4 separate regions of the Mus musculus genome follow, and all the other regions are linked to region 2. A link is a contact called in public Micro-C, capture Hi-C and promoter capture Hi-C data. All regions are on one chromosome and are shown on one strand. The core of a region is the stretch at or near the end of the contact, and the rest is flanking DNA. Distances in the headings are between cores, read along the strand shown. Region 1 holds the start of Fst (follistatin). Region 2 holds the start of Isl1 (ISL1 transcription factor, LIM/homeodomain). Region 3 holds the start of Itga2 (integrin alpha 2). Region 4 has its middle 140 kb from the start of Gm25985.

The links. Promoter capture Hi-C pulls out the DNA fragments that hold promoters and counts their contacts. A called contact is a pair of places that touch in the nucleus more often than the background predicts. Capture Hi-C pulls out chosen DNA fragments and counts their contacts.
Region 1: a Micro-C map of embryonic stem cells shows a contact between it and region 2, with 17 times the contacts expected there. The contact joins the promoter of Fst here to the promoter of Isl1 in region 2. A contact is called at or near these places in 7 of 39 promoter capture datasets (embryonic stem cells, hippocampal neurons, pre-B cells and 1 more), 12 of 484 Hi-C or Micro-C datasets (B cells and embryonic stem cells) and 5 of 115 datasets of contacts at active chromatin or transcription factors (astrocytes and embryonic stem cells).
Region 3: a contact with region 2 is called in a capture Hi-C map of embryonic stem cells, with 6 times the contacts expected there. The contact joins the promoter of Itga2 here to the promoter of Isl1 in region 2. A contact is called at or near these places in 2 of 39 promoter capture datasets (both in embryonic stem cells) and 1 of 9 other capture datasets (embryonic stem cells).
Region 4: a contact with region 2 is called in a promoter capture Hi-C map of second pharyngeal arch cranial neural crest, with 10 times the contacts expected there. The contact joins the enhancer-like site here to the promoter of Isl1 in region 2. A contact is called at or near these places in 11 of 39 promoter capture datasets (the 3T3-L1 cell line, 3T3-L1-derived adipocytes, the C10 cell line and 8 more), 5 of 115 datasets of contacts at active chromatin or transcription factors (bone marrow-derived dendritic cells, embryonic forebrain, embryonic hindbrain and 2 more) and 2 of 9 other capture datasets (liver and pancreatic islet).

The regions. Positions count from the first base shown.
Region 1 is chr13:114,457,402-114,463,949 of GRCm38.p6, forward strand. Fst (follistatin) reads right to left here and starts at 1,550. Exons shown (of 6, transcript NM_001301373.1): 1 at 1,101-1,550. The coding sequence starts at 1,185. All of the region lies in intron 1 of Gm41074 (a long non-coding RNA gene), which reads left to right.
Region 2 is chr13:116,304,926-116,311,301 of GRCm38.p6, forward strand. It overlaps Isl1 (ISL1 transcription factor, LIM/homeodomain), which reads right to left and starts at 4,763. Exons shown (of 6, transcript NM_021459.4): 1 at 4,470-4,763; 2 at 3,349-3,538; 3 at 293-552. The coding sequence starts at 4,497. RefSeq lists promoters at 4,560-6,376, 4,562-4,940.
Region 3 is chr13:114,927,137-114,934,008 of GRCm38.p6, forward strand. It overlaps Itga2 (integrin alpha 2), which reads right to left and starts at 4,964. Exons shown (of 30, transcript NM_008396.3): 1 at 4,740-4,964. The coding sequence starts at 4,797. Gm34845 (a long non-coding RNA gene) reads left to right here. Exons shown (of 2, transcript XR_382938.3): 2 at 1-622.
Region 4 is chr13:115,255,447-115,261,637 of GRCm38.p6, forward strand. No RefSeq gene overlaps it. Among named protein-coding and RNA genes, the nearest start is that of Gm25985, 140 kb to the left of the region's middle. Within about 2 kb of position 4,250, at least 2 of the 459 cell types and tissues checked have an H3K27ac peak or open chromatin away from gene starts, as enhancers often do. A contact at or near this core is called in second pharyngeal arch cranial neural crest, where this site is marked.

The DNA of each region.
Region 1 (6,548 bases), core at 300-2,799, 1.9 Mb before region 2:
AGCGCCCCTATCAGCAAGGCTGGTAGCCCAGCCTAGTGTCGGGCAGACGGCTAGGACCGGTGCCGGGGAGGGCAGCTTACGACACACAAAACCTTACCGCTCCAACAGGCAACGCAGCAGGGTTAGAACCCGGAGGCGTCTACCGGGTCACACATACCTACCTTATGTCTCCCAAGAACCTCTTTACAAATAGTTTCTTTCTCTGTCCCTATTTAATGTGTTCGGACTTTGGGCAAGCAGACGTCTCATGAATCACCAAAGTGACTCGAGAGTAATTGTCGTGAAGCTGCGGGGTTACCACTATTTTTAAAAAAGAAATCCAGCCTGGAGACTAATTGTAATAAAATCAATTCATTTTTAATTTTAGAAGATAAACTTCAGAAATTTGCTCTTTAATCCAGGTCGGAGTCTAAATAGCTTGTGGGCTGCTTGGTTCACAGAAGTTAACAGGAATGAGGCAAAGTGGAGAAAACTGTAAAGTACTTAAAACACTTCGGGCTAATAATTTGGTTTGTCTTTCTTCTTTTTCGCGGGGCTTGGGGGAAAGAGGCAGAAGGAGCATCCGCTAAGCGTAAAACTACCTCCCTCTAAAAATTTCAGTACCCACATTTCCAAGTTTGGGCAAAGTTTCTGAAACCACGTCCCCCGGCCACCCAAGAAAATTCGGTATCTCCCATCCCCCACCCCGTCATTTTTTTTTTAAAGAGTCTCCAAAAGATATGGAAGGAAGATGGATAGATTGCTAGTAGGTCGACTGTAATCTCCAGGCTACGGATGCTCGCCCTTCTCCCGAGCCAGCCAGGGGAGATAACATCTAAAGTCATTAGGACCAGAACTTGGAGCATCTACCCCTAACTACTGAGGCTCCAGCTCCTCCACTCAAGCCCTTTCCTTTTTGAGGGTAACCTGGCTCTAAACTCCGCTCTCTATCCTAAAGTGTCACTGCCTTCAGTCTTTCCCTCCCGTTCCGTTCTACAGGAGTAGCCGGGTGGTTCCAACATCTTCCGAGAGCAGCGTAGGTCAGAACAGACCAAGTGGAGACAGCAGAAAAGTAGAACCCCTGCCCCAGCCGAGCCTCTGGGCGCATCCCTTCCACTCACCCTGGGCGCTGCGGTCCTCCATGAACTGGCAGAGTAGCAGCAGCAGGAGGCAGAGCCCGCCGGGCTGGTGCCTGGCGCAGACCATCCTGGGGCAGGCGCGGGGCGAGGAGCGCGGCGGCGGGTGGCTCGGGCGAGCGGCGCGCGTCGCAGAGGCGAGCGGCGGAGGGCGCAGCGATCCCGGCGCAGCCCCGCGCTCGCCACCGGCCGCCCGCGCGATTCAATGGACGTCAGAAGCCGGGCGCAGCCGCGCTTTAAATCTAGACGGGGGTCTCCGAGGTTTGCGGTGGGCGGTCTCCCAGTGTGTGGGGCTGTGGGAGGGCGGCCGCGACCGAGGGTGTGCCGGCTCTTTGGGGGTGGGGAGCTTTTAAAAGTTCAGTGTGAATCAGGTGACATTTCCCACCTTCTGGAAACCCTTCCCAATTATCTGTCGGAGGTGCCCGAAATCAAAGCGGCAGGAGGGGAATCGCCGAGTTCTTATTTGCGTAGGAGCGGGAGGGGAGGGGGGAAGGAGGCAGGGGCGGGGGCTGGGGGCGACGCGTCGGGGGTGGGGAGGAACATCCACTTCAGTCCTGCACGCCGCCGCTCGGAGCCGGCGCGCCCGGGGTGGCGTGCGAGTGTGTGTGTGCGCGCGTGTGTGCGTGTGCGCGTGTGAGTGAGGGCGCTGGAGGAGGCGGCCGGCGGAGCGCGGGGACCCCGGAGGACCCCGGGAATGGGTCCCCAGCACCTCTGCTCCAGGGCTCCGGGATGAGACTTCTGCAACCCGCCGCAGGATCCCTGAGCTGCTTCAATGCCCGGGGGAGCAGTTTCAGGAGCCTCCCTGCAGAGCCTTGGCGCGGGGTCCCGGAGACGTTTTGTGTCCCGAGGTCTCTTACGTGTCTTACTTTGCGGCCACCCTGCCAGCTCCCCCGCCTCCCACTCCCTCCCGCGCCCCCTCCCCCCCCAGCCTGGAGTAGGTTGCTAAGAACCCCGACCCCCGGGCACCTTCCACCCGGGCCGAGCGCTGCGGAGACGCGGCCCTCGGGCTCCACAAGTCAGAAGCAAACAAAAATGTTTAACACCTCGGAGCCGGCCGCCCCCGGCAGTCTCGCCCTCTCCCTTTCTTTTCTCCCCTTTCACTTCGTCGCGTCTGGAGTCGCAGCCCCGAGCGGGGGCGCCGACGTAGGCGGTCTGCCCCCCTCCTCCCCCGCTCCGAGACGCCCCAGTTTCTGTCCCGACTCCTCTCTCTCTCTCTCTCTCTCTCTCTTATTTAAAAAAAAGATTGCACCATGATAATGAACTTCTGCAGCCTCAGTTTATTGAGTGCAATGCCTGGCATTCTTCGCCGAAAGTTGGCGGGTCTTCTCATTTATAACATTTTCTGGCACGGCTGAATGAAACTGAGGAGGCGATATTTCCTTTTATATAAAACGATTACTTCACGGAAAAGGCTATATTGTTTATTTCAAAGCTGCCTTTTAAATTTCTATTCTTTTCGCTTCTGAAGCCCGAACGACAACAAACAGCGAACAAAACAGACAAAATTCTTGGACATTCCCAGGTCATTGGGATTTGCTCTTACGGATTTCAAATTCGCCCTTCTTCTCTAGCCCCAGCCCTAGCGCCCCCCCCCCCCGGTCCTCCTCTCATCCTCCCACCCCCATCTTCCATCACCCTCCTCCTACCCCCTCCACAACTGCAAATAACTCAGTGATAACAGATTTTTTTCCACCAACTGCAGGAGATAGTGCTAATCTTTTAATAAAAGGTCCCATTACAATGGGATCTGTCTGGACAGACTATAATAGATCCCGAAATACAGCCGTGCTAATATTAGAAGACAGTTGTTTGGGTGCCTCTCAGACGGGCCCAAGCCCCCCTTTGAAAGTGGGCATGAATCACAAAGCCCCGCGGCCGCCGCACCTGCACCGCGCGCATTCGGTGCAGCAGGCTGGTAAAAACGGGTGACCTCGCCGCCGCTTTTCGCTTTATAATTACAGTCATGAGGACGGAGCGGCGGGGAGGGGAGTGGGTGACCCGGGAGAGCCGGCTTTTTGCTCACTTTAGACGGCTCTGGGGCTTCACATCCTTCTTAATCTTGCCAGATTCATTTTGTCTGTTTCTGTCTGTCTGCCCGTTTGTCAGTCTCCTTCCTCTTCAGGCTTTTTCCTCCCTCCTCCCTCCTCCCTCCTCCCACTCCCCACATCTCTTTTTCCCAGCCCTTCCCGGCTTCGGTCTCCCCTCCCTCTCCCCGAACTCTGCCCATACTCTCCCTCCCCTTTCCTCGCTTCCTTTTCTCTTCCCTCCAACGCATTAATGTGGAGTTGTTTAGTGCCCTCTAATGGTAGGCGACATTAACAATTAATAGCAAACTGTCCCCCTTGCAGGAGCCGCCACTTAACGGCAGAATTTCAAAGTTGAACTGTTTTCTTCTTTACTCAGAGATACTTATGCTGTGATGTACTACTGAGGAAGTTTGTTATTCACCTTCCTATGTCCCCACCACTATTCCAGGGGGAAATTTTACTTAAAGGAGAGCTAACAATTACTGTTACTTGACCTCTCCCCATCCCATACATCTTATTCCCTTGCCAGAGAAACACCCACCTTCTGTTTTAGCTAGAATTAATATATATATCAAACTGTTTATCTGGATTTGGAAAATAAGCATTTTAAGTGCACACAAGCTCTCAGGTGGTAGATTACTGATTCCCATGGCCACCAATGGCCATTAGAATGTCCTTAGGATCGCAACATCATTGCAAAAAATTTTATTTCTTTCCAATTTAAATACATCTTTGGTTTCAAGTCATCAAGTAGCCTTTGGAATTTGAGAGGATTTTCTTAAACTTTTCAAAATTGGAACCATATGAGGTGTTCAAATTATACTTATGCCTACTCATAGATGAGATCATTTTATAAAGAAAGGTTATTTATTCTTTTAAATTATGTATGTATGTGTGAGTGGAGGTTTCCAAGAAGTCCAGAAGATGGACCATGGGATGGGTTCTGGGAACTGAACTCAGGTCCTCTGCAAGAGCAGTGCTCTGCAAGTTCAGTGTTCTGAACCTTAACCCCTTAGGCATACCCAGCATCCTCAACGAGGTCAGTTTGCCTAGCCTAGCACTGGCAAACTAGTTGTGCAACAGTGTAACACTCTCCTACAGGAAGTTCCTTATGCAGGAAGGCAAATAATTCAAAACAGCTTCAGGAAGTCCCCGAAACTGAGCAGATTCGCTACCTCCTTCCTACCGAGTTAATAATAAAAGCTGAGAATCTAAAGGAAAATGAGCTACAAAGACGACTGCAAAGACGACTCTGAGACAAGAGAAGCTGCCGGGGAGAATCAGAAACCAGCCAAGCTGCCTGGAAGAGGTTTAGACCAGAATCACTTTGAAAGGACCCTCTGGAACCTGTTGAGGTGCCTGCAGTTTGTGAAGTGTGCTGTGGGTTCCCCAGCTTTTGTGAACTGTCACCCAGGCTGGGGTGGTCCATGGTGAGGCAGCTGTCTTTGAGTCATTTATGCTCTTGTAAGTAACCCCAATAAAACACATTGATTCACTGGGATGGACTTGGGTGGTATCTGTACTTTGTTCTGTGGTGGGATCTCTATCTGGGTTGAGTAGATGTGTGTGTTGCATCTCCCTATGGAACCTTTTGTCATAGAGACCATTTTTAATATCTTCACGTTCTCAGCACTTTCTGGAAATATTATTTAAAGGACTATAATTCTGCCTCCCCCTTTAAAAATAACATTAAACAGTGAAAACACTGATATATCTTGCATGAGCTGATTAGATTTAAATAAATCATTTATGTAAATATACACAATCTAGTGTAAAAGGATCATACAAGTATATACAAATGATACTTTTTGGGGCGGGGGTTGCAGTGTTTCAGACTTAATGGAAACTAGGAAGCAATTAATTTGAGTTAAAAGCATATTTATCCAAATAAAAATATTTGGCCTACCCATACAAATTAAATGTCATGTGGATGTGTGTACCATAAAATTATGTAAATTAATTTAATCCAAGATGTACCCACACAATTCCAAAATGACTGGGAAAAAAAGTAATTTTTCTTTGTCTTTTGAGACAGGTCCTCAAGTAGCCTGGGCTGGCTCAAGCTTGATATGTAGTTGAAGATGCCTTTAAACTCCTGCCTCCACCTTCTAAGTCCTAGGATGACAGACAGATGTGTGACACCATATATGGCCATTTGTTTCTCTTTTTCTTGTGTCATATCAAATAATCCAAGTACTCACTTTACAAACTACATTGATGAGTCATTTTGGCATCATGCAGTTAGGTCAACACAGATCAAGTTAGAAATGCCACCATTCCATAGGCTTCCCTTATGGCCAGAAGACCCAACACAAGATTGCTTCTAGTTCCAGAGAGGGTGGCCCTGTAGGTCAGGGTTGAGGTCGCTGGCAAACACAGTGTGGAAAACCACAAGTGCCCGTTGCGTTTGGCCTTGTGAATACGGAGCTTTGCTGTTTGCTCAGTGCTACAAACCCATCCTGTTTTTCAGCTGCACCTTGGATAGTATTGATCTGTTTGGGAGAATGTCTGCCTCCGAATTTGCCCACATCAGTTACCAGGACTCTTGTCATCCCCGGGTGACTTTCTGGTCACATCTGAGGAAATGAGTCCCATGTCAATGCCAGCTCCATACTGGCTTCCTGTGGGCATCCGCAAGAGATGCATCCAGTTTCTATGGTGTCATACTACACACCTGTTCAGTGACATCGGAGCAAAACAGCTGCAGCTCTTCTACTGTTTGGTCTTTTATAATGTTGAATATTGGTTTGGCTGACATCTAAATGTTAAAGTCAAATTTTAAAATTAAAAAAAAAGAAAGAAAAATGCCATTTTCCAGTTTCATTGTACAAATGCCTTCAAGTTTGACTGATTTTTTTTTTTCTTTCTGCTTTGCCAAAAAGTTAATGTAAATTATGAGACACACAATAGAACCACTTTGTAACCGAATTTCTGGGCACCACACAAAAAAGACTACTGTTCTCTGATTTTTTTCCTTCCAGCTTCAAAAGCTATCTTTCTTCTGAAGTTTATAAATTTAAAATATTAGCCTTTGACAAATGCTTTAAGCCAGCTTCTACGAAAGCTATTAAACCCACACTGGAACGACCTGGTTTAATGTCAGTCCCTAAAGCAGAGCAGAGGAGAGAGATGAGATTGAGCTCCGAGCATGTGGCAGCCATAGCCTGGCGGGTTTCCTTTTGTGTTTGGAAAGTCAAACTTCTCTTGAATCAGATTTTGTCCTTCTAAATATAGAGACAGTTGGTGCATGGGGTAGTTTTTGAAATGGTGCAACTTCATAGGCTAGAATGAACATTTGAGGGAGTGGGGTGGAGTGGTAGTTCTGCATTGCCTGAGTTGTGGTGACCCCAAAATGTGAAGAAACGTAGTCCCAGTCAAACATTATTCGTACAGGATATGAAAACCA
Region 2 (6,376 bases), core at 3,513-6,012:
AGTAAGCTATGGGTTAGAGGCCAAAGTAAAGCTGACAGTACAGTTTGGGCTTGTGTATACATGTGTGCACAAGCGGGGTATGCTGTGTACTTGTATATAGACAGACATTTAGATGTGTGGTTGTGCCGTCAAGGCAGACGACGAGTGTATGGAAATTTGCTAGAAAGGCAAAGAGCACGTGTGGTTTACTGCAGGCCACTTTCTGCACCACTGTGTGACCCCTAGGTTGCAGGAAAGAAAGGTTATGATTTAGCCCCGCCTGCCTTTTCTCAGCCTCTGGGTGGAGGAGTACCTGCCATTTGCAGAGGCCGCGCTGGATGCAAGGGACTGAGAGGGTCTCCAGCTCCCAGGCTGGCTCTCTCCACCACATCGTGGTCTGCACGGCAGAAAAGCCCATCCTCCCGCAGGGCGAATTCGTCTCCCGGGATGAGCTGTCGGCTGCAGGCTACACAGCGGAAACACTCGATGTGGTACACCTTAGAGCGGGCACGCATCACGAAGTCGTTCTTGCTGAAGCCTATGCTGCACTTGGCGCATTTGATCCCGTACAACCTGAATGAACCGGCCCCGGCATGGGAAGAAAAGCACACACACACACACAAAAATGGGTGATTTCAGGCAGGTTCTGTCCCAAGATGGCCAGAGACCCGGGCCATAAACCTGACCTGCCTGGAAAAAAAAATAGCAATAGCAAAGTTGGGCAGAATATAGAAACAACCCCACCCCCTTCCTCCCTCCTCCCCCTTCTCTTCCTCTCCCTCCTTCTTCCTTAACCTCCCCTTTAACAAGGGGAACCTTTATGGTGAACCTCTGTGTCTGTCTAAGTTTGTACCTCTTAGTTCAGGCACTCAGCCCAAACCAAGGAAAATTTATTGATGGATTCTAAACCTCGAACCAGCCTCTGGTACCAGTCTCAGGATTATTCTTGCAAATACTTGCAGGGAGGGATTCAGGGGACATTAGTGGCCAGTAGCCCTATGCTTTCCATTCTCTATCCCTCAATTTCTGCTACTAAAAGTATTTCTGAAAAAGCACACCACCACCACCACCACCATCATCACCATCAACAACAAAGGTGGGGAAGGGGACTGAGGGTCACCCCACTCCATCTGAACACACAAAATCCCAGAACGCAATAACAAGATGAAGCACTAGAGAGTTTCCAGGTCCTCTCCAGTGAAGGCCTTCCAGTATTTATCCAACTAAAGATTTTCCACGGGGCTCTTGTTAATGGAAAGTTCTTTCTCCATTCTTCCTCTTTTATTTTAATGCCCAGCTTCTGTTCCTCCAACCAGTCTTTCCTCGGTTCCTAAAGCATGTACCTCTACTTCAGTTTGCCTGGGGGACAAGGCTAGCAAGACAAATGGACAAAAAAACAACAAAACCAACCCGCACTGCTAAAAGCTTCCTCCCCTGTCAGCCTTTCCTTACCACCGCTCAGTCCTTATAGTCCTTATAGTCCATCCACTGCTTCATTGCCTGGATATCCCTCAATAGCTATCAGTAATTTCTACATAGAGAGTGAAAAAAGATAGGACAAGATCCACACAAAGGAGGTGGCATGTTGCTTCCCCAATGAGAGACCTTAAAATAAAAATGGTCACTCTACCCTGCTTTTACAACTATAGATCCTCCAAAAGGGTTGTGCATGGGTGTTACACACACACACACACACACACACACACACACACACACACTTACAAACATGCTCCCAGGCGGAAGAGAAGAGAAGAGAAAAGGAAAAGTAACTGAGTGACTCCATCTGCAAATTGACAGATCCGGAATGAAGCAAGTCTGTATACAAGGGAGGGAAACAGTATCTTCAGAGGCGTAAAGATGCTTTTGGAGTTTCAAAGTAGGTTCTCCCTTCTCCCTCTCCAGTGTCCCGAGAGCCCACACCAGCCAAGTAAAAGATGAAAAGGGATTATTTCTCAGAGGTTGGAAGACAGACTTGAAATTTTTTTTCCTACCTTCTGCCTCTCCAATGCAAGATCATCCATTTTATAGAAGGAAGACTTACTTTGCCGGGTTCCCAAACCATTGACGAAATCCCTCCCCTTTCCTGTATCCCACTTCCTCCCATTCTCCTTGTCATTAAAACCAAACCAAACAAACAAACAAGCAAACCCTCCCTAGTATATTGTTTAATTTTAGCTATCATGAATATATCCTCCAATCTATGTTTTTTTTAAAGCAAAACAAAACAAAACCGAGGGAGGGGCATTATTCCAGCAGGAGAAAAACTGGTGGGGCTGTATTTTAAATCTTAACTAAACTTTAATGAAAGTTCTGAAGCTCCAAAGCGCTTTATGGCTTAGGAAAAGCCGATCACTTGCCAATGGCCACCTCTGAAATCTAAAATCGGCTACATTTCTGCCATCGCCAGCCTAACAGTGAAGGGGAACAGTATCTTGCTTTGTATTAGAACAAACACATTTTCCTTTAGAAATTCTACCAGGCTTTCTAAGGTAGAAAGTCAAGTTTCTGATATAAACTGGTAGGTCAGAGAAACTTGAAATTAGGAAAAAAAAAAAAGTGCAACAAAAGCCAGCTCAGATCCTCCTCCCTGGTTTTGGTCTTGTCCGTCAGCTGATTCCCTCATTTTATCAGTTACTAGATTTTAATGTGAGAAAGGAAGCTGTTCAATTACCTAAATATACCAATTGTTCGCAGACAGATGATGGGCAATTTGATCTGCTCTGTCTAATTCATCAGCCCAGATAAGATAAGAAAGAAAAGGCAGTTAGATATCACCAAAGGGTTAATATTTAAAAAGATTAAATTTCCGGTGGTTTTTTTTGGGGGGGGGGCGTTAAGGAATATTTTATTTTGGTTTTAAAATTTTTTATCAAAGGAAGAGTCACCCCAAAAGTAAAGGGAGCAATGTTTGTACTTGTTCTTCAAAAATCCTTTGGTGAAACTTTTGTCTGTTTATTTGGAGCCCCCAAAATAATGTAAGTCATTGATAAAACAGGAGAAAAATAAATAAGATGATAAACTATACAGTGAAAATAGAATTTTTAAAGTTTGAAACCCTAAACTTATTTGCCTTAATTTTGTTGTTGTCCTTAGGGAAGTTTAAAGAGGGAAATAATCTTTTGTATGAAAAATTCAAAGAGTCATTAACAAACCTTATCAACAAAAATTTATGAAACACAGCGACACCCCACCCCCCAAAGATATGAAATGAACAACAGTTTAATTTTAAAAACATTTCTTGTACACTGGGCACTCTAAAGTAAACGTTCTCCCTCCCTCTAAAAACAACAAAACAAAACAAAGGCACATCAAATAATAAACAAGGAGAGCCAAGAAATCTCAGAAAATAACCCTGTAAAAATGGCATACCTGATATAATCTCTTTTACAGTAGGTTTTCCCATCCCTAACAAAGCACGTACAGCTTTCGTCCAAATACTGATTACACTCCGCACATTTCAAACATGCTGCATGCCACTCCAAATCCGGAGAAACCCTCAGAATATACTGGTCGTGAATTTGATTGCCGCAACCAACACACAGGGAAATCAGACGTTTTTCTGAAATGAAAATAAATGCATGATTGACTAACCGTTTACTTCCTACAGAGATAAACACACTTTTAGTGTCGTTCTCTTATAGGGTGTATTCTGGAAGAATTTTTTTCTTTCCCTTTTTTTTTTTTTCTTGTTCTTCCCTTAAAGAGTATTGCACTTTGGGATGGTAATTGGAGTGTGCCATCAAAACCTTGACTCGCTTTTTTAAAAAGGGAGGTGGAATATATGTAAAACGCAGATTTGAATAGTCTACATTGTAAGCTTAGCACGCAATCAAACCCGCTCATTTTGTGTTTTCTCCCTCCTCCCTCTTTGCTATAATCATTAGGCAAGATTATGGATAAGTCATGTCAAAGAAAAGGTTTTGACTAGAAGCGTTAAAGCAACGCTGGGATGTCTATATTTTCCGTGAAGCACGTTCTTCAATAGCACGCGGGAATGGATATTGTTAGAAGAGTAGACATCAATACAGTTGTCACTCGCTCTCTTTTGCAAGTCTAATGCTAATTCATATCTGCCGGTGTGGTTTGTGCAGGCAGACCTTTGCTACATAATAACTTCTCCAAGAGCTCCGGAATCCGGAGGAGGAAATCACCGCTAAGCACCGGGCAGGCGGCTAGAGTTTGGGAGGGCACAGAGCATTCAAACACAAGGTATGATCAGTTTCTCAAAGATCGGAATTCACACCAAACATGCAAGCTGCAAGCGTGACAAGAAGAAAACACACACACACACACACACACACACACACACACACACACACACACACACACACACAACAGCAGCAGCAACAACAACAACAAAAGGACCACCTTCTCTTCTGTCTCTCCAGGCAGTGACTACAAATCCAAAGAGCCCTGTCATCGGTGCCTGAGAGAGACCCCCCCACACCACAACAGCACACCAAGCCCCACAAGGTTAAACCGCTTCTTACTTTTTGGTGGATCGCCCATGTCTCCCATATCTGTAAGAGGGAGTAATGTCCACAGTGAAATGGTGGTTGGACAATTGGTGAATAGCCCACAGAGAGGATGCTGGTGCTGTGGCTAGGTGGCAAATAGTGGCCCCCGGGGTTGCCAAAACTGGGGGAAACAGCTGCCCGGCTGCGCCGCGCCCTCGCAGATCTGGGAGTCCGATTTAAGCCGGCGGAGTTGGCAGAGCGGAGGCGCAGCAGCAGCGGCGGACTCGCACGGCTCGGGGCACCTCTCTTCCTTATCTCTTACTCAAACTTCTCAGCTCCAACTCAGCTCCATCGCCATTGGTCTGACGCAGCGCGCGGGGACGTCAGGCGAGCGCCGCGCCCATTGGCTGCGGGGCGCGCGGCGCAGCTGTTCTGATTATCATATTTCAGCCCCGGCGCCTCCGCGCGCCACTGCCCGCTCGGCGAGCCCGCAGGAGAGGATTAAGCCTCCCGAGGCCACGTCGCTCCTTGGGCGCCGGGTGGCCCGGGTCCCCGGCCGCCGCCTCCTTGTCCACCACCCCCTCCCCGCGCCTTCCCGGACGCGCCGCGTCGTGTCCTGGGGTTCCAGCGCCGCGGGCTCCCCGCGGACCTTGGGCTGCGCTGAGCTCGGGGCTCCCTTTTCTGCCGCCCGTGGCGAGTAGCTGGTGGGTAGGTCCTTCCTGTGAAGCGGGTCCCTACCGGGCTCCAGGAAAAGGGGGGCACTTGGAACGGGCCGCTTTCCTTCACTGACTCCCGTGCTGGCGCGCACAGCCCAGGGCTGGCCAATTTCGCTGCCTGCGGGAAGGGCGCATCTGCTGGAGCTAGCAGCGCGCTACGCGTTAGGGGACAAACCCGGAGTAGGACGGTTAGACCCAAAAGAAATGGGTTTTTTTATGACTTCGTTTTTGTGTTCTTTTTTTTCTTTCTTTCTTTCTTTTCTTTCTTTTTTTCTTTTTCTTGCTACCGTGTTGACCCTGTTACTCCCCAATCTGAGCTCTCCAAAGACTTGGGGTGGGAGGAAAGGGGAGCTTGTCTCCCTAGCGGACAATCGGGTTGGAAACGCAAAGGTCAAACGAAAAGGTAAAACGAATTAACTCCGAGGTTGGTTCCTTTCCTCCCGACCCGTGAGGTCTCCTGTTCAATTTTAAGTCTAGCATGAAAGTGTTCTAATCTAGAGTCAGAGTGCAGGACCCTAAAGTTTACGGGGGTGGGGTGGGGTTGTCCATGTCTGTCTATGGATCTGTTGTCCACTCTTTTTTAAGGCAAAGGTGCACTGGGCCCTTAAACGGCTTGGTAATTATAAGCGCAACTTTACAATATTCTCTAGAGACTTTTAAATCTTTTAGTATGAAGGCGTGAGCAGGGAGGGTCTGTTGCAAAAGAAGAGTGGGGCGCCTACTTCCCTCCCCTGAGGTTAGCTTTCTAATTTGTTTCCTCTGGGGAAGCCATCTGGAGGAGATGTTGGCTGCATCTCACCGGTAACTTTTGCCAATAATTTCTTTCCTGATTCCCCAAAATCTACAGTCTTTCAGAGGCAGTTATTAGGGGACACACAGAATTCCCACACTTCTGCCGGAGCTTCTAGAGGGACTTTGATCAGAGAGAGAGAGAGAGAGAGAGAGAGAGAGAGAGAGAGAGAGAGAGAGAGAGAGAGGCTACAAACAGAATCGTAGAAGGGTTCAGCTTGTTTTTTTTTTTGTTTGTTTGTTTTGTTTTGTTTTGTTTTCCTCTTAGAAGAGCCAGAGGTTAGGGAACTCCTTTTTGTGTTTCTTCCACCAGATCTAAACCATGATAAAACCTGTGAACCCCACCTAGGCCGCAGTGGCCGAGTTAGAAAGCCTGTGACTTTTCAGAGTACACACAGAGAGAAAAGAGGTTAAGAAGCAGGAGTGGGTTTTTCC
Region 3 (6,872 bases), core at 3,714-6,213, 1.4 Mb before region 2:
TTATATTGATATGATGCTGAGATATTTTCAGCCTCTAACATTTCCCCATTATCTCTGAAAGTTTTCAGTTTTTGTATCTTGGCATGTATTATTCTTTTGCTGAGTGTCTAGAATCCCACCGGGAGGAGCTCATCTGTACACAAGCACGCTTCTCCCTCTTCATCTGCCCAGGATGTTAGCACATGAAGGAAGAGAGCATTTGCCACTTAGAAGGAATGTATTGAAACTGATGTGGTCATTGGCTGCCTATCTTGGCAGTCATTTCATAAGACAGGCAACATTGAAATTTTGGAGAATGGGAGGAGACAATGATAGTGTTAATGCACTAGCTTATAAACCCGAATGAACATCTGAGATGCATAAAGATTTCCTTTTTTAATATGGAGTCCTGAGACCAAATCCACACATCTCAAACAGGCTCAGGAGCCAGCACAGAGTCCTATTGAGATGGGTCAGGTGGTACCGCTCAGCAATGGAGGAAGAAAGCTAATTTGTCAAAGGGTAACCTGAAACCACTGAGAAACTGAAGTAAAGAGGAGCCTGGATTGGTTCATAGAATTTAAAGATTACCCCATGCTTTCTTCTTGGGCTACGGAATAAAAACTGTTCTAGTTTATAATTATGTTTGGGGTTGACTCTTCTAGGATTGGAGAACTAGCAGATCACAAAAAGATGAGAGAAAGGGAAGAAAAGTAACAGCCTAGTGAGGCTAGCCAGAAGATAGTCTGGGAACAGTTTAATATAAACTTTGTCCATTGTGCTTAGACATAGGATGGTGCATGTGTGTGTCTAGAAGGTTTGAAACGTGTACATCCCATGCATGTATGGAGTTCCTGTGTGTACTTGTATGTAGGATTGAACAGTAGGGTGGAACGGTTGGTAGAGAAAGCACAGCCAGACAGGAGAGGACTTTTATGAATGCCTAGAAATGTGGACTTTACCCTATATTAGATGTGGCAGGAAACAGCAAGTGTTTGAAGTAAGAGTGTGGATTGATAACGCAGATTACTGCTTTAGGAAGGTAGCAATAACAGGGTCCCTTCAGCAAAATCTTTCTGGCATATGCAATAATGTCTGGGTTTGGTGGCTGATTATGGGACAGATCCCTGGGTGGTGTAGTCTCTGGATACTCCATCCTTTCGTCTTAGCTCCAAACTTTGTCTCTGTAACTCCTTTCATGGGTATTTTGTTCCCTATTCTAAGGAGGAATGAAGTATCCACCCATTGCTCTTCCTTCTTCTTGATTTTCTTGTGTTTTGAAAATTGTATCTTGGGTGTTCTATGTTTCTGGGCTAATATCCACTTATTAGTGAGGGCATATCTAATGACTTCTTTTGTGATTGGGTTACCTCACTCAGGATGATGCCCTCCAGATACATCCACTTGCCCAAGAATTTCATAAATTCATTGTTTTTAATAGCTGACTAGTACTCCATTGTGTAAATGTACCACATTTTCTGTATCCATTCTTCTGTTGAGGGACATATGGGTTCTTTCCAGCTTCTGGCTATTATAAATAAGGCTGCTACGAACAAGTGGATGCTAACTGTCATCTATAGGATGGAACACAGAGCCCCCAATGGAGAAGCTAGAGAAAGCACCCAAGGAGCTGAAGGGGTCTGCAACCCTATAGGTGGAACAACAATATGAACTAACCAGAACCTCCAGAGCTCGTGTCTCTAGCTGCATATGTAGCAGAAGATGGCCTAGTCGGCCATTGCTGGGAAGAGAGGTCCCTTGGTATTGCAAACTTTATATGCCCCAGTACAGGGGAATGCCAGGGCCAAAAAGTGGGAGTGAGTGTGTATGGGAGCAGGGCAGAGGGAGGGTATAGGGAAATTTCGGGATAGCATTTGAAATGTATATAAAGAAAATATCTAATAAATAAATAAATAAATAAATAAATAAATAATAAAAAGAAAGGTAGCAATAAGAACAATCAACTAGAAAGACAAGAAACAAAATGGGAAGGCCAGGTTCAAAGTTACAGGTGTTCTGATAGGAGAGAATGAGGGATTGACCTGGGTGGTGGCAGACGTTGCATAGATGGGTAGGAAAAACTGGCAGAACCGTAAGTGTGAGGGTGAGACTGAAAACTTGGACAGAACTTTGCCAACACTATTTATTAATTAATAGGTAGACAAGGAGCCTCTGAGATGGAGAGATGGCAAAGAGGAGAGAGAAAGAGAACACAAACCAGGGGAGTGGGGTTTTATAAAGGAAAGCAAAAGTCAAAAGGAAGACATTTACCACGAGCGGAATCTACTGATTAGTTTACAGATGAAGGAGGCTATTACGAGGAAGAGGGTCGACCTCTCAGAGGGCAGTTAAGAAGCTCTGATTGAGAATCCTCATGGAGAATTCCTTGGCCCATGAGCCAGCTGGAGAGTGTGTGACTCCATCCATGTTAAGGGTACAGTTGGTTTCTTCTCTGTATGTGCACTTAACTTACATATTTCCTAGGTGTCACATGATCTCTGTTCTCCACCCTTGGCCTGCCCGTGAACAATGAAAAGGGATATGTATGGAACAAAACTGAGTGCTTGTTCCTCTTATCCACTCGTGAGGGGATTATGGGAAAAAGAGATTTGAATCTAAGTGCTAAAATAAGATCCAAAATGAGTTTGCGTCTAGTGTTGTCTGCCCGTGTGCTGTGGAGAATGTAAGGTGTAGAGACACACATTTATGCTTGCCTTTACATTTTAACTTCTGTATATATTTGCATCACAATTGTGCATGTCTGTGATCTATAAATAATAATAAGTGTGTCTGTTTAGTGCTATGTTCAAAATGTTCATATAGGGAGGATAAAATGAAAGTTTAAAGTACCAGGGACCTAGAACTTTCAGCTGCATCTCAACCTTAGATACCCAAAATATCCAAAATTATGTTGCCCACTTATGAATCTCCACTGCTCTCTTAAATGGCAAAACTTGATTGTATGATTTTATTTAATTAGATGATTAAAATAAAGAGAAAATGTGGTCCTTAGATATACAAACAACTGAACCAGAAAGAGAGAAATAAACACGTGGAGTCATTTTATACAGGTGTCATATAAATCCTGTCTGCTTTCTGACATTGAATCATCCCAATTAACTAACTGCAGAAGAAAACTGGGTACCTGACTTCATGCCTTTCGGCAACACATTCCACCCAGGTCCTTCTCAAGGGCTCCTCCCAGAACAAGCCTCAACATTTCAAAGATCAGAAAATGGTGCTGTGCTTCGATGGCTCCTTTTAATAATACCGACAATTAAAAAGAGATGAAAAGCCAGGGTTTGGGTTTCTAGTTCCTCTTAGGAGAGAGAGAGTTCCAGAGTCTGAAGGTCAGAATCCAATCCAACTGTCTTAAACCCCTAGATTAGACCCGATGGCCCCTCAGATCAACTGTGTTTCTCTAGGGCAGAACATGTGTGAGGCATGGGGGCACAGGTTAGCGTCCCAACAATTAGCAGTGCTCTGTGTCTGCGACAGAATCGGGATAGGGACATATTTCTCTCTTCTCCAACAGACAAAAAATTCCACAAGGCGAACCTGGACTAGTTTTCCTCAACCTTAAAGAAAGATGAACCTCAGAGAAGCACAGATTAAGGAATGCTTTCTGCTGGGGCGTGGTGGCGCACACCTTTAATCCCAGCACTTGGGGGGCAAAGGCAGGCGGATTTCTGAGTTCGAGGCCAGCCTGGTCTACAAAGTGAGTTCCAGGACAACCAGGGCTAGACAGAGAAACCCTGTCTAGAAAAAAAAAAAAAAAAAAAAGGAATACTTTCCTTCTTTGTAAAAATTAAGTGACATCCAGTGACCACTTTGCTATTTTGTTAGCTGTTTAATGCAATCCCCCCCACACACACACCGTCCCCTCCCATCTCCCCTCAACTACCTTAAAATCCTTCATCTTGGGCATGACCAGGCTGTGGATAAAGGTGGAGAGAAAGTTCTCCTGAGCCTCTCAGCAGCCTGCCTTCCCCACTCTCCTTCCTTACTTAATGCAAAGGAAGTCAGGTCAGGCAGCCTGGCACCAGTCTCAGCTAATCCCCTTGCCTTGTGGATCAAGAGAGTGGAGAGAACCAGCCTAAATTTACTTTCTTTGAAGGACATTACAACAATAAAAGGAAGGCAGGAGGGAAGGAAGAGTGCCCCCTCTGCCTAGTTGATTGGCTTTTCTTCCTCCTATGGAAAGAAACACCAGTGCTCCTTCCTGAAATAAGAATAGGGGGCATTGTGCGCGCGGGGTGAAAAATACACATCAAAGTTTCCTGCAAAGCCACCCTTTGAGAGCTGCATGCTGCAGCCCAGAGCTGGATCCCCGGTTCCTGGTTCAGAGCTAGTTCAGCACCTGCTGGGGATCCGCGGGAAGCTGGGAGGCTGGATGCGTGGTCTGCTGGCCACCCACAAACGCTCCAAATCTGTGGGTGTGAGAACATCTCTAAACCCAAACCTCTTAGAAAGATGACTTTGAAGGATGCTTGATCGGGTGAAACACGTCTTAATGAGGATGTGGGGTGTGTGTGTGTGTGTGTGTGTGTGTGTGTGTGTGTGTGTGTGTCTGTGTGTCTGTGTCTGTCTGTCTGTCCTGTTTGTTCAAGTGGCTCCACGAAGCCTGGATCCCGAGTCCACATAGATGCAGAGCAGACATCGCCAGCTCCAGAGCAGCACTCGATCCCTCCCTGGTCTTCTAGGACCAAAGCGGGTCTCTCCAGCCTCGGACGCGGACGCGCAGTGGAGTTCAGACTTACCTTGAACTAGCATTAGCAGCCGCAGCAGGAGCGCGCCCCCTGCCTGTCCCGGTCCCATCTTGGGTCTGCGCTGGGGAATCTAAAGTGCTCTGGGGGTGCACACAGTATCCTCGATCCAGGGCTCCCAGAGGCTAGACTTTCCAGAAACTGTACGGAGGAGTTCTCTCCAGCCTGAATGAGAGCAAGGAAAAGTTGCTTGCAGCTTCTGAGCTAGGAACCGCCCCTGCCTGCCCCTCCAGCCTGGGCAAACTCCGGATCTGTCCTGCCACGCCCCACGGAGCCCAGCCCCTCAGCGTCTGTGGCTCCTCCAGCGCTCTGAAAAAGGAGTCAAGATCCATGGACGCCCACGGAGCCCTCGGCATCTTACAGACAGTGCGGACGCGACTCCAGCCCGGTGGCTTTTTCCTACCTGTACCAAACTGTTCTAGCTCACCAGACCCAAGAGCTCAGGATCCACCCACAACCAACATCTCTTCGTCCTCTGTCCACAGGAAACTAACTCCTAGGCAGTTCCCTCCACCCCCCAACGCAGTTGTATCAAGCCATAGCCCTCAATAACTCAGAAGAAGAGCCAGGGGACCTGAACAGTGTGTGCCCTTCTCTGCTTTTCCTGAGTGGGTGGAGAAAGGGACAGAAATAAGCTCGGAATGACCAGGTTCGACACTAAGTCATCAGAAAGAGCTGCTCTCAAGCTATGATTATCCCTGAGGTACTATTTTTGCACCACAGAGGGGTGTGAGGGAGAGAGAGGGGGGTGGGGATTGTTCATTTCTGAGACGATGAGGAGTTGGATCACTGAGTTTACCTGATTTATTTCAGGACAGGTGAGAAGAGTTGACAGGGGCTCAAATGCAGTGGGTCTCAACCTTTCTAGTGCCGCGACCCTTCAACACAGTTCTTTATGTTGTGGTGACCTCAACATTATTATCGTTTAAAATTATTATCGTTGCTACTTCTCTGATTCTGAATTGTTATGTAACATCTGTGTTTCCCAATATCTTAGGGTACACCGATGGAAGGGGGGTCGCAACCCACGGGTTGAGAATCTCTCCTCCTGAGCTCGTGCCTTGCCATTTCCCAAACTTTCCGATTCTGGAAAGACAGCATTCATCTGGGTCTTTCACTTTTGAATCCAAGAAATAGAACATGCACTTTTAATCGTCTTTAAACCCAATATCCGTAGAAGCTCAGCCGCAGGTTCCTGCCCATTGATGAGGCTAGAATTATTCCAGTGCCTACTTTCTGAAGCACTCAAAAGGTTTTGTAAAATAAAGAATTGCTTGTCTAATGGCTATTGCTCATTCAAAATCTCTTGGGAGCAGGCCTCTGAGCAAGAAGGGACTCCCCAGGTCCATAGAGCAAGCGAGCAACTTCCAGGTGGGACAGACGTAGCCACTTGGGAAAAGCCAAACGCTTTAAACCTATTTATAAAACGGTAGGTAGAACTGGAACCTCTACTTCTTTGTGTGTGTGCATATGTGTGCAGGTTTATGTGTGCTGATGTGTGTGTTTGTGTAGACACACATGTATGCCCGCCAGGGGACAAACCTAAGTGTTATTCCCTACAACCATCCACCTTTTGTGTTGCGATAGTCTATCACCGGATTGGATCTTGCCAAATAGGCTAGACTGGATGACCAGCTAGACTCATGACGGTACCAAGTTGGAGCTCACCGGCCGCTAGAACTTATGATTAATGTCCTATATTCAGCACCCTCGAACCTCATAGCCCCCAGGCTGCCTCACTCACCCACTATTTCTTTACTTATACACCCTAAAAGACACTTCTGACCTTCGGTGCTCTGAGTGCTTAGTAAGACCAGAGAGCTCTGAGGTGACTGCTCACTAACCCTGACACACAGCCGGGCAGCTCAGACTCCTGGTAGGAAGCCTGCCAGGTTTCAAGGAGATGACTATCTGCCTGTTCCCTTCTGACTCACTGAAATGTGAGTTCTGTTTGCAGCAGACTCTTGTTTGGGAAGCAGGGTGGCTCTTCGTAATGTGTTTTGACTGAGTTGGTGAGAAGGAAGCATATCTTTTGGGGGCGTGTTGCTCTTAGAACAGGATAAATGAGCACCATACTGCTATTGGACACAGGTCAGATAAGGGGCTGTAGAGTTTCTTTCAGAGCAG
Region 4 (6,191 bases), core at 3,000-5,499, 1.0 Mb before region 2:
GATGCCCTTATATGGGGTCTGGAGGCTATAAGCTTTCTTTTGATTAACTATGAAAGGCTTGGGATGGCTTTCCTCTTAATTGGAAATGTACTCTTACATTTAAAAATGCAGAGATGAAACGAGTTTGCTGCGGAAGAATTGCCACTTCAAAAGGATAAATGAGATGTGTGAAATCTTACAAGTCGTTGGTGTAACTCTGCGTGAAAACCCATCTCTTCCAAAGTGAGATTTCCCATTCTACTGATGGATGTCTGACTTTCTTCCCTCCATCTCATCTCACTGTAGCAGACTGAACCTCATACTGTTATCTGTAGACTTGCAGAACCAGTATGATAGTGACTGTGTTATATGGAATGGACAATATCAACTGCTCCAGGGGAGGATCTATACAGCTACTAGAGATGGAAGAAGTCCCAGTGTCATCTGAAATGACACCTGTAAAGTCCCAACAACGTGACGGTTCATATTTGAGCTGAACAAGGAGGACCTCAGTGAGCGTGTTAAACTGTATGGGGAAGAGTCTATGAGGCCTCAGCTCTACACAAAGAACTACACATAACTGAGCAAAGCCAGGGGAAGAAGAGTGGTGGGAAGAGCAGACCAGTGATTTGTCCAAAGCCAATGCTAGCTCTGAAAACACACATACAAGTAACATTATATAGACTCAACAGAGGTGTGTGTGTTTGTGTATCAGATTCATACATATATGAATATATATCATATATATGAATACACACATATGATGGGAGAAAAATAAAGGGAGAAAAGAAATGTAATTAAAATATAATCTCAAAAATAACAAAAAGGAAGAATAAAACAAGCAATATATTACTATGTGTTTCAGGGTTAGTCTCAAATTTATGATCCTCTCTCCTAGCCCCGTGAGTAATGAGACTCCTGGCATGCATCACTCTACTGGGCTCAGGCTAAATATTCTAAAATGATGAAAAGGGGTGGGGACTTAGCTCTGTGGCAGGTCACTTGCTGACCAAGCACAAAGCTTATATTCTAATCCTAGGCATTGAAGAAAGAAACAACAGGCAAAGCCATGGGAGCTAAAGGGGTGAGAAGAGCATGGTAGATTACACTCACAAGAACCTGATTCTGTTTATCGTTCTGTTTCCCAAACATTAAAAAAAAATTCCTGTCATTTTCAGGAAAATAGATGCAAGTGGACATAATGATATTAAGGAAATTAAGTCAGCTTCAGAAAGACAGATAGCATGCTTTTTCTCATTTGTGGCTCCTAGATCTTCTAGACACATAAAATTATACGCTCCAAGGATATGAACATGGAAGCAAAGCTATCTAGAGAACAAAAGAGTCTTGGAAGACTGCAGAAAAGGTTGTGGGGAATATGATCCAAATTATATCTTCATATGGAGAGGGGTGTGTATCACTCTTTGTAATAATAATAATAAAAAAAATCTTCCTCACAAATGTGAAGTAATTGGTACATGGAAAACCTATGAGAGTTGACGGCCAGCGTTTTGAATATGTAAACATGTCTCTGCATTTACTCCTCAGGATTCCACATGGCACTATAAAGTAACCTATATTTTTTAAATCAGTTATGTCTCCTATTTATTTTAATATTTACTTATACATACCAGTATTGCAGTAATAATTACTGGATATAACTGCATCACTGAAGACCCCCCCCCCCAGGATAGCTTAGCTAAGCTGTCTTGGCCCATTCGTGGAAGATGTGAGCGAAGCCAATACTACAGCACTCTAAAGTTACTTAAAGAAATGGCAACTATAAAATCTGGAGGGATTTTGCTCAGCTCACTGCATGTGCTTTGTGTTGAGCCCCAAAGTTCATTATGGGATGGACACCCTCTGACCGTGAGCAATTTTTGTTCCTTGAGGCTCACTGATACCGGCTACGGTTCTGCCATTGATTTGAGCATAATCTGTATGTTGCATCTTTATTGGATTGCCAGGATTCATTTAAAAGGAAATGTTTTTGATCCTTCCTGATTGGCTTTCATGGTGACGTACGTGTGTGTGTGTGTGTGTGTGTGTGTGTGTGTGTAGGGAGGGAAGTGTGCAGCCTAGCAAAGAGAACACTTTTAGTACTGCTCTTGGCTTTATGGCTGGAAGGGAGGACAGCTAAAGCACATTAGTGCCTTTGCTATTCAGAGGTCTGACTGCTTTAGCTAGGGGGCCTGGATTCATGATCCATTTTCTGTTTCCTGTCCAGAATCTATTTGATGCAATATGCTCTGTGTCTCTTTTCATTAGCTGGGACCTAGATGATGTCAGCTGAGAAAAGCAGTTGCTGATGTTATGAAATACTCACAGTGGCATGACAAAGATCCACTCTGTAGCCCTTTTACTTTGTCCCATTGTATATTTTACTATTGTGTTTTATGCCTGCAGCTTGGCTGTATTGAAAGGAAATATTTCAATTGGGTCCTGCTGTGGTTTTTTTTTTTTTCCTTTCTTTAAGTTGCTTTTGAAAGAGACATAACAATGACTTCAATCTATGGCAAACTGACATTAACAGATGTGGGACAAATAACCACATTGAGGCACATGACAGTGATGCAGATATTTTACTCCAAACCATTTGCATGAACACACACACACACACACACACACACACACACACACACACACACACACACACACACAAAGAGAGAGAGAAAGAGAGAGAGAAAGAGAGAGAGAGAGAGAGAGAGAGAGAGAGAGAGAGAGAGAGAGAGAGAGAGGGAGAGGTGATCCAGCCTAAGGGTAAGTGAGGCTTAACTTAACTTGCATTTCACAGGTAAATCATATTTGATGATTATAAATTATATCCCGCAGCAGAGTGTGGGGGATGTCTGGAGGTTAGGGTCCTACAAGGAAGCGGTAAAACCATCCACTCAAGGAAAGAAGAGAGCTAGGTTCCTCTGCTGTTGTTCAAGGAAAATGGATTAGGGTTTACAGTAAACCAAATCTAATGCTTTCTTCCCTTTCAGGCGAGTCACAGTACCAGCAAACGTGGTACTGAGCACTCTGCAGTTCAGTCTTGCATTGCTGCTCCAAACTGATGCGAGGGACAGCATGAGACAAACATGGTTTCTGGGATCTCAACGTTGAGAAGCAGTGAATATGATGACATTCAGAACCTGGGAAGCCGTTTATTCAAAAGACGTTGTGGAGATGAAAAAAATGCCCAATACGAGGAAACACATTAGTGGATGGAACCCTGGCTGGTACAATCCTTTGTCATCAAATTTTAATTTCTAAATGAAATCATCAATTCCATAAACAAAGTGTGAAATCATGATCCTTGTAACACTGCGGCGTGCATAAAGGAAACAAATGGAAAAAGAACTCCACACATTAAATCTATATTAGCAGTAAGGGTTGTTCTACCACAGCGAAGAAGACAATTACTTATATAAAAGGCATCAATGCTGAATAATTCAAATATATTTCAAAACCATGTAATTAGCAATATCGAGTCTTCCTTGTTTTCCTTTGTCCTTAATGGCAGGATAGACAGTTGTTATAATGTGAATAGAAAATGTTCCACAGAAGTTCAAGAGTTGAATTCTTGATCCCCAGATTGTGGTCATACTTCTGAACCCTCTAGAAACTTTAGGAGATGGAGTCTTCTTAGAGGAACATCACTGGGATTTAACTGAAACTTATACCTGATTCCTTGTCTAGGTACTTGGTTCTGTTTCCTGTCTGGTGGGGACAGTTTTTCTTCCTTCAAATGCTCCGGCTCTTATACCATTCTGTCTCACCAGAGCCCAGGACTTTGGGTGGCAATCTGAGGTTATCCTGTAATACGTCTGTCAGATAGTTTCTCACAGGGACAAATGTAAGTAATATGAGTATACAAAAGGCTTCCTAAATGGCAAAAATCTTATAAAGGAAAATTTAAGTCATCTTTATCTTGGAAAAAGATGCTAAGTTCCTACATTACTGTAACCAATGCTCTAACGACAGAGGTCTCCCAATTGTTCGACAGCTGCTTGCAAATTATTCAACATCCCTTCAGGGGAGGGTGGCTTAATCTCTTCTTACTGTGTGAAATACAGATGGCTGTGTTTAAACATGTGGGTCCAATATTAGGGAATCATACACAAAATTTTAAACACCATTTGAAGGGGTTAAAAATTATTGGGATCTGCTTTTGCATTATGTCCTTAGGAAACAGTCATTCCCAAGTCTACATTATTTGTAAAAGTACTCCATGAATGAAGATTTAAAAACCGTTAGTTGTCTTGTTTCTATGGAAACCAGCAGTAATTGACACTGATTACTGAACTCGGAGGAAGTAGAATCAGAAGGTACCATTATGAAGAATGTACCTCTCTATACTATAAAGCTGAATTAGCTGCCAGAAATAACCATTTTACTTTAGGTTCATTATCTGTGTAAAGTAACTTTCTGTACATAAAGCCCAGTTTATGTGCGACGTGGCACTAAAAAGCTCCCCTCCTTCTTCCTAGATAATGCATCTATTAAGGTATGATATGTGTGTCTGTTTGTATGAGTAAGATTAGTGCCATGCTGAGGGTTTTTAAAAATTTTCAGATATCAGTAATGCTCTACAATTTTACAGAGCCCTGGCGGGCACCATCAGCTTGGCCAATCTTCCATGCATGCTTCTGAAACTGGTTGCTTTAGGCTGACTACGAAATAGGACACTCTCCTGAGTTCATCAACGCAGCAGTAAGCTAAAAGGGAAGATGGCCTTGTTTCTGTTTCCCTGTATGGCAATAGGGTGGAGGTAAAAAAAATTGAGATTTCTGGGAAAGGACCATCTTGTCAGTTTATTTGAGATGAATTACACCTACATTAAAACAACTTTTATTAATAATTTAAGTTGCTTTTCTTAACAGAAAGAAGACATTAAAGGAGTAGAAGTAGTGATTTAAAAAGTCATGTTTCTGGGCTGGTGAAAAATACTGACTGTCATATCTAACAACCCCAGACTTAGATAGTGGGTTGGCCTCTGACCACCACATATCCGTCACAGCAAGTGCTTGCCTCCTATCCCAGTACAAAAAAAAAAAAAAAAAAAAAAAAAAAGATGAGATAAAAGATCACAGGCAGGTTAAAACTTTGCTTTTTAACAGCATCCTTATCAAAATCGGTTTGTTCTAATTTACTATCTCATGTGTAACATACAAAGTATCTGAACAGAATCATCTATTTGAAAACAATGTACTGAAGCTTCAAACCCTTTTAGAGTTTTGTGACACAAAATTCCACATCAGCACAGCAGCATGATGAAAGTCATGTCTCAAGGGGAAATCCTTTGACAGTATTATTCTTGCCCACAGGAGCCTTGTGGTTGATCATGAACCCCAAAAGTTGTCTGGTAATCTAGCCACATAGAATATGTGAACATTTCAACAAGTCATCAAGACTTTTATAATTGATAGGTAACCATATACTTGCAGTTTTTCAAGTGTGATCTATGAAATTCTGGGGAAATAGGTTTTTAAACCCCTTTTTGTTTTTGTAGAGATCCAATGCCCAAGTCTATTCATATGAGAGCCAATACTTTGTTTTGTATGGTGTAAAATTTATGATGCCTGAAACTGATATGTCATCAGCAAAAGCAAATGTACAGCAAATGAGATGTGACCTCCCACAGTCAACATTCCTTCTACTGCCACAGTTAACATTTTCTTTCAAAGGCTAGGTCATTTCCCCAGAGATGGAGCTCACAACTGTTTAGTCGACTGAGTCCTGGACATTTAGTGTGTTTGTTTCTGTTTCCTAGACTATATGAGCAATCAGAAATGTGCATAAAGTAACTCATGCTGCATACAGAAGATCAATGATTCTTCTCTTCAGGGCAAAGGTTCTATTCTCACCTTTGAGTGGAGGCTAAATGATTTTCATTTTTATGTATGCCAAGACCCCATTTCACTTTAGAGAATGAATAACACATTGTAGTTATTGGGAATTGGACTCCTGGTAAAGGAGAATATGGAGCCTAAACCAGCCATCTTCTGTAACCATGCTAGACTCCTGGTGCTGGCACTGTGACACAAAATCAGCCACAAAAATCTGTGACCCACAACTTGTCCTGCCTGCAAGTTTTGCTGGGACAAAAGTGACTTAGAGCTTGTATGAGTGGCCAACTAATGATTGGTCTAACTTGAGGTCTATACCACTAGAGGAACGCTGTACCTGACACTTCGAGATGGCCAGGATCCGGAAGCCAGATGGCT